Regions from separate parts of the Mus musculus genome. Here all the other regions are linked to region 2. A link is a contact called in public HiChIP or PLAC-seq and Micro-C data. All regions are on one chromosome and are shown on one strand. Each heading gives the region's core, a stretch centred on a gene start, on an enhancer-like site or on the middle of the called end of the contact. The rest is flanking DNA. Distances are from core to core; before and after follow the strand shown. Region 1 has its middle 29 kb from the start of Gm41499. Region 2 overlaps Runx1 (runt related transcription factor 1). Region 3 has its middle 22 kb from the start of Runx1.

What was found. A called contact is a pair of places that touch in the nucleus more often than the background predicts. HiChIP or PLAC-seq counts read pairs in DNA pulled down with a chosen protein or histone mark.
Region 1: a contact with region 2 is called in a Micro-C map of the G1E-ER4 cell line. The contact joins two enhancer-like sites. A contact is called at or near these places in 3 of 15 datasets of contacts at CTCF or cohesin (CD8 T cells, the NIH/3T3 cell line and pro-B cells), 12 of 484 Hi-C or Micro-C datasets (the C2C12 cell line, the G1E-ER4 cell line, cranial neural crest and 7 more), 16 of 115 datasets of contacts at active chromatin or transcription factors (the 230-238 cell line, the NIH/3T3 cell line, the SCID.adh cell line and 11 more) and 3 of 9 other capture datasets (adipose tissue, embryonic stem cells and pancreatic islet).
Region 3: a contact with region 2 is called in an H3K4me3 HiChIP or PLAC-seq map of bone marrow-derived macrophages, with 2.1 times the contacts expected there. The contact joins two enhancer-like sites. A contact is called at or near these places in 1 of 39 promoter capture datasets (erythroid cells), 2 of 15 datasets of contacts at CTCF or cohesin (CD8 T cells and thymocytes), 11 of 484 Hi-C or Micro-C datasets (CD4 T cells, the HL-1 cell line, the MC3T3-E1 cell line and 8 more), 14 of 115 datasets of contacts at active chromatin or transcription factors (the 230-238 cell line, CD8 T cells, the SCID.adh cell line and 10 more) and 4 of 9 other capture datasets (adipose tissue, embryonic stem cells, liver and 1 more).

The regions. Positions count from the first base shown.
Region 1 is chr16:92,926,251-92,929,885 of GRCm38.p6, forward strand. No RefSeq gene overlaps it. Among named protein-coding and RNA genes, the nearest start is that of Gm41499, 29 kb to the right of the region's middle. Within about 2 kb of position 1,666, at least 62 of the 459 cell types and tissues checked have an H3K27ac peak or open chromatin away from gene starts, as enhancers often do. A contact at or near this core is called in the G1E-ER4 cell line, where this site is marked.
Region 2 is chr16:92,690,352-92,693,697 of GRCm38.p6, forward strand. The region is part of intron 3 of Runx1 (runt related transcription factor 1); the gene reads right to left. Among named protein-coding and RNA genes, the nearest start is that of Gm30281, 70 kb to the right of the region's middle. Within about 2 kb of position 1,975, at least 18 of the 459 cell types and tissues checked have an H3K27ac peak or open chromatin away from gene starts, as enhancers often do. A contact at or near this core is called in the G1E-ER4 cell line and bone marrow-derived macrophages, where this site is marked.
Region 3 is chr16:92,846,296-92,849,657 of GRCm38.p6, forward strand. No RefSeq gene overlaps it. Among named protein-coding and RNA genes, the nearest start is that of Runx1, 22 kb to the left of the region's middle. Within about 2 kb of position 1,661, at least 14 of the 459 cell types and tissues checked have an H3K27ac peak or open chromatin away from gene starts, as enhancers often do. A contact at or near this core is called in bone marrow-derived macrophages, where this site is marked.

The DNA of each region.
Region 1 (3,635 bases), core at 416-2,915, 240 kb after region 2:
TGGGTGAGAGATAAAAGTCATTGCTAAGTGGTCACTTGGGGCCAGACCACCCCCAGTTGAGACCCATTCCTTTGGGTTATGTCTCCCAACTTCAGTTTGAGTCCTTTCAGCATTTCTGTTAATAGTTTTTAAATCCAGGATGTAGGAGGTCTCACTGTTTATGCTTTAGACTTTGAGGAAGAGGTCAAAGCTACTTACTTCCAGAGGCTCATAGACCTTGGGGGAAACAAACAGGCCAGTGTTCTCCCTGCAGTGGGAGTTTGCTGCTATGGCAAAGGCTCTGGACAGGAGACTTGAACCCTTGTGATTTTAAGGAGCTAAGTTTTCACACAGGATGCCCAAAGCTAAAACACTAAAGGGTGAGCATCACTTCCTGCTGGGTAGTCCCGATTCTGAGCCCTCCTAAGCTTTTGTTTTTGATAGGGTCTCATTGAGCCAGTGCTGACCTCAAACTATGTCTCCAAGGATGAGATTCGTGCCTTTACTTTCCAAGCACCAATGTGACAGACAGCCCTGTCTCCCAGGGCTAAGTGCTCTGTTCATGTTAGGCAAGTATTCTGTCAGCGGGGCTACCGTCCTCGTCCTGCATAACAAACTTTTATTCTAAGAAAACAGTCAGCAGACTATGGGCCATAGATGAATGCTGGTTCCCACTATCTGTGTCCACAAATAATTTTTTTTTTGTACATAGTCATGGTCACTCATCAAGTGCCACAAGTAAATTGCTTTCGGATTGTGAGATCAGAGTAGAATACTTGCCAGAGACCACACGGTTTGCAAAGTCATACTGTCTAGACCGTCACTCGCATACACTTGTGGATGTGGGGCGGGGTTGTGAAGCTCTGAACCACAGAGACCCTTCTGGAAGCTGTTTTCTATCTCATCAGTGCTTCCCAACTGTTATAGGTAGATGGGCTACTGTGTGCAGCACACAGTGGTTTATATAGGCCTTACTAATTCCTTCTGTGCAGTTAACTTGAAAAATGTGCAATGTCACTTCTGGGCCAATAACTAGAAGTTGAGATTAAAAACAACGGCCCTGTCAAAAAATTGACATAGTGAGCGGCCAGGGAAGGGAAAGGCAAGGTTCACTTGCTTATTGCCACGTTTATGATTAGTTTGATAGATACTTCATCTATTACGGCAAATAAGCAAGTGGAGTAATGCATCACAATAATAGGCAGTCTTCCAAATTATCAGGGCTATGAGTCCTTCTAATAATCAGCAAAAGGAAAGGGAGAGGGAGAGAGAGAGAGAGAGAGAGAGAGAGAGAGAGAGAGAGAGCGCTACACATACAGTAGTACAACTCCGTGCCAGGTGAATGTTCCACTCTGCACCCCATTCTCCCTGCTTTGGGGACCAGCTGTCCTCCATAAACATGCTGCGGCTGACTCCTTTATGACATTCGTGGCTGCCACCAATGGAAGTTTTCATCCCCATCTCTGGGCTCAGCTGGGAAATCCAGGAAACAAATCAAAATCAAGCACCAAGTTAAAAGAGGCACGGGAACAGAGATGAATAAATCTGCTCCAGGAAGGGTTTAGAGATCCAGGGGGCCACATGAAAGACCTTCCCTAAATCAACTCAGGATGGGGCTGCCTGGGTGGTGGGGGAAGGCAACATGCAGCAGACATCTGACAGGAAGCAGTGTGGTGGTGGTGGTGGAGGGAGAGCTACTGGAAACCGTGCAGGTTGGTCTCAGACAAATGAACACAGGGACCCTGTGGCCCCCTCTCCTTGTCTGTCTTCCTCTCTAGGTGTGCAGTAAGGAATTCAGTGGGTGCATATCTAGGAGCAGATGTGGGAGAAGAATACAATGGCAGACAGAATTCTCTGTGGAGAAACGGATGGCTAGCCAGTGTGAAGCCTGATGCCTGAGGCAGTTACCAGAATCATCCCGATCCATTTGTATACACATCTTGGCATTAGCCCCATTGCACAGCTAAGGAAAGTGAGGCTTAATGGGCTTACACAACCTGCCCAGCATTATATGAAGCTCTTTAGGCAGAGGCCCCACTTCACGGTTATATGCTCAACTAGAAGAAAGCTTGCAGTATAGGGTATTTCCTGCCAGGGAGTGGAGAGGCAGACCTCTGCCATGTGTGGCTTCCAGGTCTCTGCCCTCTCTAAGCGTGAGCAGATGGGTGATGGGCGTGTCAGATCCTCCGGCAGCCCAGACACACATGGAGTGGGCATGTGAAATCAATCAGCCCAGTCAAAGAAGGAAAAGGTTTTGGCCTCCCTTGTGTCCCACATGTGGAAGGTATCGGAGCGACAGAGGAAGGAGGTGTGAAAGTCTCCAGTCCCCCCCCCCCCCCGCACCCCCCCTCCTCACTCCCCAGGCAGGGGAAACAGCTTGAGCACACGTGGGAAGACCAAGTCAGGCCCCTGAATCCCTGTCATGTTGATGGCTTGCTGCAGCCTGGGGTGTGCAGGGTCCATCTTGGGGTGGTATGAGAAGTATAGTCAGATAGTCAGAGGAGGGCGTCTTCCTTCCCACACTCCTCTCAACCTCTGCCTCTCTGCTGTGATGTTCCTCAAGCAGTGCGGGCCTCAGAAGGCTAAAGGGAGAACCCGTGCTCAGAGATGTCAGATCTCGAAATTATTCACCACTTGAGACCCATGCTTGCCAGGTTTTTCTAGCTGGTTCGTGCAGCATCAAGCCACGGCACAAGTGGGCACCATGGAATGCCACCCTGAAGCCAGGTTGCCACACAGAATCGAAGGTGAAGATCCAACCAGAGTGTCCATGAACTCCATCCTCCTCCTCTTTCATTAGGAAGCTCGTTCTGTAGCCTGGCCTTGGAATGAACAGAGATTTGGAGGAACCAAAGGATGCAGGTGTTTCTAGCTGCTGGGAGCTATGTCTGCTGCACATGAAGGGATGACTCTCTTGGGTAAGAGAAGCCTTACCTCTCTGTAAGGACACTGAGACTCAAGCCTTCTCTCTACAAAGAGAGTTATCTCCCCAGTGAATACACTATCTCTTGTCTTGCACAGGGAGACTCCAAATGCACCTTCCTTCCCACCCTCCAAACACCACTGCATTGGGTGTCCCATTTGCATCAATAACTCAAACAATGATTGGTCCTCCCCCTACCTCACTGGTTCCTCAGGAAACCAGGTCATCTGGTCCAGACCTGCCTTTCACTCACTCTTTCTTTTATCCATTCTTCCCCCAACAGACTCTAGGATGACACTCTTTCCCACTTATCCTTCAAACCTAGGGCTTGCCAGTTCACATGTGTTCCAGCCTTGATTAGTTTCCTGGGCTGAAGGTGGTTACTCTAGGCAGATTCAAGCACTTAGTGTCTGGGTATTTGCTTCCTACTAGAAGCTCCACAGCCGTATATGGTACACACCAAGGAATCTTAGTTAGGATTTCTGCCATTGTGATACTGCTCTAGAGTGTCAGCAAGGATCTAGAGCCTGTGTCCACCCGTCAGCTGTAGGTGAGGAGGGAAGGAGCAGGCTTCTGAGACAATGCAGCAGACATGCTGAAGGGGTCTCAGAAATCTGCAGACACCTTGCTTCACAACATCCTCCTCCTTCAGAGTTTCCCTGTATCCATAGATGGGCACCCATAGTGTCACAGAGATGTCACATTTTGTCCAAGGGCATCTGTACAACTTGTT
Region 2 (3,346 bases), core at 725-3,224:
CTCTGAAGCCTTGAAAGTGCTTCACAAAACATTACCCACTGCTTGGCTGCTCTTTGGTCCTTTTGGTTTTGTTTTAGAGAGCTATGGTTTCACGATGGAGCCTAGAATGGCCTTGAACTCCCAGTCCTCTTAGCCTTCGAGGTCAGGATTTACAGGTGTGCACCACCAAGCCTGCCGTTCTTTGACTTCAGCTAAAGTTTCCAGTTTTGACTTGATATCGGTTATGTTTGCCTTGTTCCATATTCAAAGCGACCACAGGATTTCAAATCGCCATGCCCCGAGAGTTCAGTTTGTTCCAACCATTCCAGACACATGCTGTCAGTCTTCGGTGAGATGTCTGTTATTTATCTCAGTTGTGTGGTCATCCTCGGGCAGGTTTTCCCGGGATGGCAGCAGAAACATCTCTTCTTCTACTGCCACTTTGTTTTTCTCAGTTTTTGTACACTGGCTGCTTCACAATCTATCAGAGGGATATTTCTCATTCTGTATGAAATAACCCCGCCGCAGATCTGCTAATCTGGTATCAAGGTCTGGTCTCTCTGCTCGCCATTCTTACTGGGTGCTTAGTCATGTCTCCTTCCCGCTGTTCGATGTCCTGCAGATGGCTATCTGGGCGATTTTATTCATTGTGGCTGCTCTATCTCCTGCGTTCTAAAGAACCTATGTCAGGAAATTGCCCCAGCTACCCTGAGAAATGGACAGAGGGGACCCCTAGGACATCACTAGGACACTCTGCTCTCTAGGACTGGGTATGTATCTTGCTATCTCTTTAATTTTTATCTGTTTTCACTCACTTGCTTTGTGAAACAAGGACCCTGCGGCCCCTTGCCTCTGCTTTTAACCCTTTCATGTCAACTGTTGGACGTGTTTTCTACAAAGGAGATTTTAAAAACGCTTATTCTCCAAGCAATATGTAATTAGATGTTTCTATCCCACCACAAATGTTTGATGCCTTTAATTAGGAGTGGTAATAAGACAACTCTTTTGTTTCAAAGAACATCATTGAAATAAATTCCCCTGCTCGGTTAATTGATCATTATTATCTTTTCTTTCTATTCCTACAAAATGTTACTCCTGTAAATTCTGTTTTCTGTCTATTTTTCCCCCCATCTCTCTCATCAATGTTTTCATTTCCCTCTGCACAGTTTGCTCACAAGGATGAGATACCCTCTGTGAAAATGCTTCACTTCCTTGCCTTCATCTCCCTGTGGAGACCTAGGCCTTTCCAGTTCATCTCAACACCCACTGGGCTCCGAGGGCACTGAATCGACATCCGGGCTTCCAGTCTGAATGCCTGACTGTTGGGGCCCATATCTCCTAAGAGGCCAAAATGAATAAATCCTGTTCCAGAGCGCCCAAAGGCACGCCAAGTCATGAATTCCCACTGTGCCCCACCGTGCCTCAGTTTACCATGGTTGTTCCAGGGATCCCTCATTACCAAGAGGTCAAACCCATGAGGCCCCCTCGTCTACAGCACAAGAGGACCATGGTGGCCAAGAAAAGCTTGTTGATGTTGGAATTCAAAAGTCTAAAAATTAGGAGTTTAAATTGCATCACCCCCATTTCTAAAGGAAGCAGGAAGGGGGCATCCAGTGGCTCGGTTACTACTTCTTGGGCTTTTTGATTTATCTCCAAAGAGTTTTGATGGAGAAGGGAAGGAGACAAAATTAAATCCAGGGACATTTAACTCTGTACTTAAAACAATGACAAGCACACCTAGGCTAGGTTACTAGCACTGTTGTTGTTTTATTTAAAGCTAAGATGTCTTCCAATTTGATATAGATTTTTGTCACTGAGAGATGATATAGAAATAATGAAAAGAAATCAAACTTCAAACAGAAATACAAAGCAGTGTCTGCAGTAAAAAGCTATAAACAATAGGTAAGGCAAGAGAAACATTTACATTTAGTACAGACCAAACAGACAAGAAGGGACTTGCTGGCCCAAGATAGCTCATATTTTGTTGAACTTCTCTGTTCTTCAAGTATCAGGAAGTTGGGCCAAATGTCAGCTGTCTTCTCTGCTCTGAGGACTTCCCAGCACTGTTCTTGGCTAGCCTATTCTTAGTTTGAAACTGGCATTTTCCAACAATTTTACAGGTTGAAATTAAAGCAACAACTTAGTTACTGCAAATTCTCTAATCTTCCAGAGTTTCAAAGAGGCTGTGGAATGGAACGTAGAATTTATCTGAGATGACATTTAACACATAGCTAGGGATCATGGTCTTCCGGCCAGAATTTTATTTATTTATTTATTTATTTATTTATTTATTGGAAAGCATATTCCATCAGCACCCATGGTCTTTGAACTTCCCTGATAAAGGTATGTTTATATTTTTGTGCTCTGGTGTACCAGGGGCTAAACAAATTCTTTTATTACAGTATTATAAAATCTACTGCAAGTCACCTAGACAACTTTGTAGACGGTATCTGCAAATATTGTGTAGTATGGAGCAGATTTCCCAGTTTCTCGGCAGTGAAATTAAGTGTTTCTTCTATGCTGAGATAAACAGTCTATAGGTGGAAAGAGGGGTGGAGGATGGGAGGACTAATTAGCATAATTTTAATCAATTTTCAAGGGACTTCATGATTGTAAGTCTCCTGATAATTCTGAAGATTAAAGCGGAGGACTTAACAAGATTCCGGAAGGTTCCGGGAGATGCTCTTCTACAAGTGATCTGAACAGGGCTTCACATCATCCGATTTTTATCTGGGGGTGGTGGCGGCAGCAGGGAATAGGATAAGTCCTGCAGGGTTAACCCCTAAAGAGATTCCGGAATCTTAATTCACATGTAAATGTAAAGACTGTTGGTAGAAACTGCTTCTGTGTGTTTGGTAGGAGCTGGCACACAGAGGGGCCAGGGCCCATAGAAAATACAGCAAGGAAGATGGTCTGTTTCCAAGTCCAGCTTCCTCTTAAACCCAGCCTTTAAATCTCCTTTCCCTCCGCAAATTCTATCTACTGACTGGTGAGCTCCTTGAAGCAGCCGTCCCTCTGTGGGACAGCATAGGTGGTGACAGATATTAATCCAGAGGTCTGATTTTTCAACTTCCCTGTCCACCGTGACCTTTGTCATGGCTCCTGGCTGTCACTCAGGGAAACACACTGAGGTCTTTCCAAAATCATTTGTAAAGGGGAATCTCTACGGCAGTGATTATTTTTGTTAAAAGGAAAAAATTATTTTTCGTGGCTTGTAAAGGCAATGTGTAAGGTCTTTAATTCTTTTGAAAAGAAAAATAAACATTTCCATGTGGTAGCTCAAGACGGGACCACGTCAACTCCTGAAGACCATTTTAAAAATCAGTTATTTAGTGTCTTGATAAACTGGGATTCCCTGGTAGACTAA
Region 3 (3,362 bases), core at 411-2,910, 160 kb after region 2:
TTTGCCTTTTGGTTCCAACATGGACCTGTTGACGGGCCAGAATTAAAACCTCAGTGCAAGAAAGAAAAACAGAATGTCCCTGGCCATCACTCATCACCTTTAAGGGAATTAAGTTGACTGTCAGGGCAGGAAAAAAACCTTCACCTTGTGGATATGTCCAAGAAACTGTTTAAGAGAATGGAGGGATTTCTCTGTGGTTTGTTACGGTAGAAATAGGCTACTAGCATGGTGAGGGATACATTCGACACTCATCTGGCTTATTTTCCTGAGAGCTTAAGTTAACTGAGTAAATAGTCCTTTTCATTTTCCAGACTTCTTAAGGAGTAGAAAGGGTCTAGAGCCAGACTGCTTGCTGTTAAAAGGCGACAAAATTGTGAGCATGTGCTTCCACCATTTTGACCTTGTGGAACGGAGCAGGCAGTAAGGGAGCATGGAAAAACCAAGTGAAGTAAATCCTTTTTATCAATAAATTAATAAACGATTTCATTTTTGGAGGGTGACCTTTGAGGCCATCTGTTTTCTTAGTTCTAAGAAAATTTTAACTGTCTCCCAGCACCCTAGATAAATTCGCGTTTCCTGGTTCCAGGCTGAGCGGTCCCTCCCTGTGGTCTCTTAAGCTCGGACAGTAGAGTTGATGAGCTCAATCTGATTTGCCCTGCACGCTGCTGGAGCACACATCACACACTTGTAAGGATGCGATTGGAATAAAAATAGTCACCTTAAGATGTGTCTGACACAAACAAGAGCGTCTTCTCGGGAGGTACCATGGGGCGTCTCTGGCCCTTGATTAGCCAATGAGGTTTCCCATTTCTTAAGTTGCCACTTTTGCCTATAAAGTCGGAAGTTGTCCAGTTTCTAAAAGTAACTAAGGTTGAAAGTGATATAAGGGCTTAAGCTATTTAAAATTGCTTCTGGGGTGCCAGCACAGCTTTAGAAAGACAAACTATATCCGTTTTTTCTCGATGCTAGGATGAAACACCTTAACCTAAAGCAGCTTGGGGAGGAAAGGGTTAATTGGCTTAGACTTCTACACCACTGTCAACTATCAAAGCAAAGCAGGCCGGGAATTCAAGGCAGGAACCTAGAAGCAGGCACCGCGGAAACAGAAGCCGTGGAGGAAAGGGGCTTATTGGCTTGGTCTGCCCACTTTCTTATACAATCCAGGACCACGTGCCCAGGGGTGGAACCACCCTTTCTGGGATTGGTCCCCTGGGATGGGCCTTCCCGCACCACTTAATAATCAAGGAAGTAGTCCAGGAACTTGCCTACAAGCCCAGCCAATCTGATGGAGGCATTTTTTTTCCAGCTGAAGTTCCCTCTTCCCAGATGGCCTTCGCTTGTGTCAAGTTGGCAAAGGCTAATCAGCACACAAATGGCTGGAAAAAAAAATCCATGTCCTATATCAGTTTTTCATAATTAAAAACTAGCTAATGTGATTTAAATATATATTAGTAGTAATTATAAAGGAATATGAGAGAAATATGCTTTGACCCAAAAAGATAGATTGAGTAATTTTCAAGATGGTGACCTTGACTTTGAACGTTTAGCTTTTCAATTAGTTGGTGTGAAACCTGGTACTTTACTAAGAGGGGAACTAATTAATTCAGTAACAGGCAGAGACCCAAGTTCCTCCCAGGGAGATAAGATGACATCACCACAGAGTCTGAGGAGGCAGTATGCAGCTATAACTTCAGATCAGCCAATCATACTGACTGAGATAGAGTGAGTACAGCCAATTGTGATCACTCATCTTCCTTCAAAAACCCTATTATGTCAGCCTCCAGAAAAAAGCCCGATGAGCCGAGAGGGGCATCCAGCCAAGTCTTACACAAATCCCTATGATACATTTAACTCTGGATAAATAGATCATTTCACTGACTTCTGTGGCAGAGAGATCCACTGAATGGTATGATGTTGGTGTCTTCCTAAGGAATGTATTTCCACCATTACAGCCAAACTGACTTGTTTAAAAGGAACTTAGTTTTTTTCTTTCTTTCTGTTTTTATAGGCATTTCAGCTAGTTTCATTCAATTTTTATCTAAAGTGGGAGCACGTTCTCAGATATTGTATATGAACGTCGAGGAAGACCCTTACTCAGAGTTTAGCTTCATCTACGTTATTAACTATCATTTCTGGCCAGCATGCTACACATTTCTTAATAGTGAGATGCTCTTATTCCTTCTTGGTCAGTGTGCAGCAGGCTCCATGGCCCTTGTTTCTGCTCATCACTTCTTCAGTGTTTGGCTTCACTCCCACACACTTCCTGCTCTCCCAAGCATCTCAGTACCTCTCATTCCTACTACAGAACATTCCAGGTCTTTATGTAGGCCCAAGACCTCACACACTTCTCCACCCAGCTATACTTAGCTGAGCCTTTACAATTTGTGAACGTCCTAGACATTTTTACCGCTACAGTGAAGGGCAACATACTGGGTAGTTTATAAACAACAGGTGCCCGTTTGACTCAGAGTTCTGGAGGCTGGGAAGTCCAAGAGAATGGTACATGCAGGTGAAGGGCTTGGGGCTAATGAAGGATGGAAATAATGGGAGGCAGAAGGGCAAGAGAAATAGATGTAGAAAAGGCCAAATATGCTTTTATGCCAGTGCACTATCGAAATAAGTATACCCTAGTCAACAACATTGGCCATTTCCCGAAGACAAAGCCCATGAGGTAATGAGGCCAACCCACATATGTAGGCCATGCCCACACACGGAGGCCACGCCCACACGGAGGCCACGCCCACGCATGGAGGTCACACTCACACATGGAGGTCAGGCCCGCTCATGAAGGCCACTGAAGTCCTCTTACTAAGTCCTCCTCCCCAGCACTGTTGGAGATTAACTTCCCAACACCTGATCTTGAGGGATTCAGTCAAACCACGTCATCCTATATAAAGTAAAAAAATGGGTCCCTTGTTCAAAACTCACGAAGAATGTCAAAATGGCGGCTGAACGGCCTTAAACCAAGGGTGAGCACGGGAGCTTGGGCAGGCTCTCAGGGTACATGCTGGAGAAGCTGGAGCGGACTATACCAGCAACCATACTCTCACATGCATCCCTCGCAGGCATGCAACATAAGACGTTCTTAGAGCACGTGGACTTTGGCTCCTTTTACTAAATCCCCTTTTAACCCAACACCAAGTTCTGAACATCCGTGTTCAGAACTCAGATCTGAGTGCTTTCTTTCCTCCCTTGATCCGAGTAAGGACACACACACCCATTTCCTGCAGTCTGAGTGACTTGTTCATTCAAAGGCCGTGCTAATTAGTTTTCTGCTTTTAAGTACACTATATAGAAAACTAAAAGTAATGAGGAAGAAAAAACTCATTACCCACAACATGGCAACAGTTAACGGCAAATGC